Regions from separate parts of the Pan troglodytes genome. Here region 2 is linked to region 1. A link is a contact called in public Hi-C data. All regions are on one chromosome and are shown on one strand. The core of a region is the stretch at or near the end of the contact, and the rest is flanking DNA. Distances in the headings are between cores, read along the strand shown. Region 1 has its middle 210 kb from the start of SALL1. Region 2 overlaps LOC129137496 (a long non-coding RNA gene).

What was found. Hi-C and Micro-C count contacts between places; a contact is called where the count stands out from the background.
Region 2: a Hi-C map of induced pluripotent stem cells shows a contact between it and region 1, with 2.1 times the contacts expected there. The contact joins two enhancer-like sites. A contact is called at or near these places in 2 of 7 Hi-C or Micro-C datasets (both in induced pluripotent stem cells).

The regions. Positions count from the first base shown.
Region 1 is chr18:49,326,147-49,328,777 of NHGRI_mPanTro3-v2.0_pri, reverse strand. No RefSeq gene overlaps it. Among named protein-coding and RNA genes, the nearest start is that of SALL1, 210 kb to the right of the region's middle. Within about 2 kb of position 1,342, at least 13 of the 24 cell types and tissues checked have an H3K27ac peak or open chromatin away from gene starts, as enhancers often do. A contact at or near this core is called in induced pluripotent stem cells, where this site is marked.
Region 2 is chr18:49,720,441-49,723,071 of NHGRI_mPanTro3-v2.0_pri, reverse strand. All of the region lies in intron 1 of LOC129137496 (a long non-coding RNA gene), which reads left to right. Among named protein-coding and RNA genes, the nearest start is that of LINC02911, 280 kb to the left of the region's middle. Within about 2 kb of position 1,286, at least 1 of the 24 cell types and tissues checked has an H3K27ac peak or open chromatin away from gene starts, as enhancers often do. A contact at or near this core is called in induced pluripotent stem cells, where this site is marked.

The sequences.
Region 1 (2,631 bases), core at 93-2,592:
TAGTTTAAGTGATTCTCCTGCCTCAGCCTCCCAAGTAACTGGGACTACAGGCGTGTGCCACCACACCTGGCTGATTTTTGTATTTTTAGTAGAGACAGGGTTTCACCATGTTGGCCAGGCTGGTCTTGAACTCCTGGACTCAAGTGATTCACCTGCCTTGGCCTCCCAAAGTGCTGGGATTACAGGCATGAGCCACTGAACCTGACCCATATTTTGATTACTTTTATGAGAGTGGAATGAGATAGAAGAGAAACATACAGAAAACACTACCATACTGGCGATGTTCTATTTCTTAATTTGAGTGGCAAGTGCATGATTTTTTTCCTTTTATTATGCTTCAGCACCTACAGAGGTACTGCATGTATACAATATGTAATACCTGCTTTATAATTTTTTAAATGGACAGGGAAGCAGCAGAGAGATACAAAGCAAGTGTGTGAAATCATTGGGCCTAGCCCTCTCCTCCTAAATTTTAGGGAGCTGTAGGCTCCCCCCATTTTAAAGATAAGGAAACTGAGTCTCCAAATGGCTACATGCCTGCTGCAGCCCAGCTGCAGGTGTCTACAGAAGGACAGGGTGGGAGGTGAGGAGAGGCAGGGAGGGACGGTTGCCAGGGAACCAGAGCTCTGGCTCCAGAGCATGGGTCAGTCTCAAAAGAGGGCCATCTGGGACATGGACTGCGGGAACACTGACCAGAGCTCTCAGGACACATGTGACTGAGGCCTCAGATGTGGGCACCATTCCCACATGGATCGGCTCCATTTTTGCTTGTTCTTTGGACATGAAACTAGAATCCTCCAGCCTGCCAGTGAGCCTGCGAGCATGATGTCACCAGTGGGTCTGAGCAGCAGGTGGAAACAGCCAAGCTAACTTAACACGCTACCAAAACAAAGTCCTGTCATAGTGGTTAGCAGCTCGGCTCACAGAGGATTCTGTAAAGGAGAATGACCATGTTATAAACACCCAGCTCCTATTCCGCCTGCCCCAGAAACACGAGCTTAGTAACTGTTGCATGTGCGTGCACAGATAGCCCTGCTTCCTCACCCTTCCTCTCCTGGTTTGTAATCGCACTCACAAAGGCCCACCCCAATGACTTAAAGCATCCTATTGGCAGTCACAAAGGCAAAGGAACTCCAGGTTATGGCCACAATTCAGCTTCAGAGCCCCCCCATTGTGCCCAGCCACCGCAGTGGTCTCAGAGCTGTCGGGGGTCTTGCATATCTCATACGTGCAGAAAAGTGGGGGAACAATGTAACAAATTATGGACAAGCTCAGAGCCCAGCCTGTGGAATTCTTCCCTTTGTGAGCCTCCATCACATGTCAGCTGGGCTGCTGGGCCGAGAGGAGAACGCAGGGGTGGGGGACATCCCAGCAGCAGGAGGCCAGCCCAGCACTGGGACACTTATACTTTTCACACCGAGGAATGTTACCCCTTCACTCCTTCTCTCTCTCTCTCTTTTATTTACAAGGGAAAAGATTATTCTGACTCTGGTTTTTTTCTTGGAAATCTAAATATTCTATCTAAATACCAATACTATTTCTTGCTAAATAAAGACCCAAGTAAATTTTTGGAGTCTATTTTCGCAGGAGCCAAATGCAAAAAAAGTTCCAGCAATGTGGACAATCATCTTGGTCTTAACTCTGCCCTTATCTTGACTTCCTGGTGCCTCTATTTCCTCATCTGTAAAGAAAGATACCATTACAGTAAGACTATCTATTTCATATGATTGCCATAGGATTAAATGTCTATAAAGGGCAATGCTTGGAACATAGACAGCCTTCAAACTGTGTGCTAGTGCTGTTATAATTATTATTATTCACAGTGCTATTGTCAGAAATATTCACCCTATGGCCATTTTCACCATTCTCCTTCATCCTCTTTCTTGGCCCTTTCACATCTTAGCAGGTTCTTTATAAGAAGGGCCATTTCTGATGCTTCTTTTATATCTTAAAGTATATAGGAGGGGCAGGACACAAGGATTCGCGGTGAGAATTTGTTTTCTAACAAATGCTCAAATTCCAAAAGGTGACCTAACAAATCCTAACGAATCCCAAAAGATGACCTGCAAAAGTAGACTTTTTTTTTAAATCCCTGATGCTGAAATACATTTACTTGATGAGGAGGCTGTTGTAGAGCAACTAAAAGGTTTCTCTCAAGTTAACTTTCCAAGTTTTGTTAGAAGACCAATATCATGTTTTCTCAGGATGACAAGAAGAAAGTATTCCTTATGCAAACAATTTGTGAACACATCATTAATCATTTCAGTATTCTAGGTGCAAATTCTTAAGGGTGGCCTTTTCCCCTATGGATTTGGGAGGATGGTAGCATTTGGAGGGAGAAAGGGGAAGTGTGGGCAGTCCAGCAGGCTCAGACATTGTGACTTCTGTAGGCTCAGCACAGTTGCTTGCTTTTCTCCTCTATGACTATGGCAGCCATCACTAATCAATCATCCTTAATCAGCCATCACTAATCAATCCTCACTAATCAATCATCACCAATCAATCAAGCTGCTCTTCTCCATCACCCCCTAGTCCAGTCTAAGCTTCATAATCCTTCTCAACACAGTATTCCTGGTAGACATTACCAATCATTTAAAGCTACTTTATAAAATAAAACTATTTGCCCCTCTG
Region 2 (2,631 bases), core at 37-2,536, 390 kb before region 1:
AGCCTCCCTAGAGCTGACGTGACTCAAAGTGAAACCAACCAACGTGGCCCTTGCTAGTGGCCTGATAAATCTGGAGGAAGCATCAAGGCCACCTGCCCAATTTTGAGGTCTGTCCCTGGCGAAGAAGGACTAGTATATATGATCACGTGTCCCTCATAGGCAAACACACATCCACACTCCACATACCTCCCACGTGTACTACCTGGACAAGTCTTTTTAGATCTCCGCTTTATAGCAAACAACAGAGAATAGGGATAATGATCATTGAAACTACCTAGTGTGGGGTAGATTTAGATTTCCCCAAACTAGCCTGACATTTTCTAAGATGTAAGTGCTAGAGAATTACTGAGAAACTGTTTTTATAGATTCCTCTTGGAAACAAGAAACACATCCTAAACAAATCCAGCTCCTGGCTGGCCCCAGAGTCCCCATTTCTTTACCCTGCTTGTCACAAGGCAGGATTCCACCCTCACCCTGGGAGTGATCTAGGAGCAGTGCACCGTTGCATCAAAATAGACTCTTTGCCACACAGGCCTGGACGATCCCACTTACAGAGTGAATTGCCCCAAATTGTGAGATATTTGAAACAAAATGTGTCCCTGTTGCCTTCTGGGGTTCCTGCTAATTAATATTCAAAAGACTCAAAGAGGAAAAATGGATACCTAAATCATACATATGTATATGCCTTTTAAGCTTTATTATAAAGGCAAAATAACCCCTTACTTGGTTAAAATCCAACTTGAGTCAACATACAAAGGTGACTGCACTGTAATCCTAGACATATCTGCATTATGTAGGCATGTTACTGCGCCACCAGAATCTCTCAATAGTAATTATTATGCCAAGCACCCTGTTGGCACAATTACACTAAAGCTCTAATTAGTAGCGGTAAGATTAGAACCCCTACATGTTAAATCTGTAGAAGCAACGCTGAGTGAAGGATTTAAAACAGTTTCAAAACATTGTATTGTCTTTATTACAGTCTTTATACTTCAGTAAAGAAGGGTTTTCTATAAAGTGCACTTAAAATAATCTGGTCCTGTCACTAAAAATAGGAAAGATAAGGTAATTGCAGTCAAACCTAGTGAGTCGGCTTGCTACCTAGGTGCATTAAACCAAAAATGACAAATCCAGTGAACTCCAGTGGGAGATACATACTTCCTCCCTGCTGGGCTCATTGGTATTTTTCCTACCGTCAGCCCGAGGAATGCGCAGGGACCATACTTGTCACCAGCCTGCCTTCCCAGCTTGGCTTTTTCATTACCTTGCAGAAAGAAGCCAGGAGGCAGGCCGGTTGCCTCAGGAGCAGGTCTTCCTCACCAACCTGATTTCAGCACTGGGAGATTTACCTGTCTCCTTAGTGACTGCGACACCCACATCAAACACAACACAGAACACTTCCCTCCTGAGACACGAGGCGCAGCAGGCAGCCTAGCTACCTGCTGGGTATGAAGCTGAAAGTCCGGATCCTGGAGCCGAGGCCCCCAGGAGAAGGGGACCCCTGGGGCTGAGGCACTCACCTCTCACTGCAGAGGTCTCAGACAAGCTAAGAGTAGGCTTGGGGAGCGGGGCTGCAGCATCCACCTGAGCATTTGAGAAAAGCAAAACGGCCATAGGGAGTTACGGTCACTCTCAAGGAGAGGAGAAAAGCAGACATGGCTCACCAAATGCCAGGTGTATATGTTTAGATTGAGGAATCTTTTGATTGGATTTTCCCTTGAAACTGAATAGTCACAACTTCATAAAATGTTTTAAGGGAGAAAACCTAGAAGCTCAAGGCGGGAGAAAGAAACAAAGTCATTTCATCTGCCTGGTAGTTTCCCACTCACCCCTTCTAATTCCCCAGCACCTTCCAGAAACAAATGTGTCTTGATCCTCAGCAAAGATTGGCAGTTGAGGAGTTCCAGACCAGGGCAGGAAGCGTCTTCTCTGTGTCCTGCTTCCTGTCCACTGGTTCGTGTGCCCACCCTACCCCAGTTACCTACAATATACCTGTCCCGGTCAAGTCATCACGTTTCTAAGTGAAAAAACAGAAAATCCTGGGCACTTGAAAGTATCACGATGGCTATCAGGATCTGGTGACAAATGAAGTCTGAGTTGAAATGTACACTTCAGCTACCCTGTGGGCAGAACTTGGCCTTCCTAGTTTGAGTATTGCTAGTTTGAGTATGTGGCATTAAAAACTGGAGTAATATGTCCATAAACATCTAGAGAATAGATAAGCCTTTGGAAAATTTGCCTGGGTTTTTTTCCACTGAAGCAAATGCATTATTTATTTAGCTTTTGAAATGCTAAACCAAACAACTTTGGCCATCTTTAAGATGAAAATAGGAGACAAAACTCCCAAAATGTTAACTGTAGTTCTATACTAGCATCACTAAACAGTATTTCTTCCCCATCCACCAGCAGATTTCCCATAATTACAGTGCTACGCAGTGAGGGTATATTTGTATACCATACATATACAGACTTTAGAAATGGGTAGCCTAAAAGCTATAAAACTGTCTCCAAGAATGTACAGTGATAAGAGGGCAGAAGTCACAGGACAGACTCTGAATCTTAATAATTGTGTGTATTCAGCCATTTATTATATCTAGAGTGCTATTTACTGTAAAAATGAAGAACGGGAGA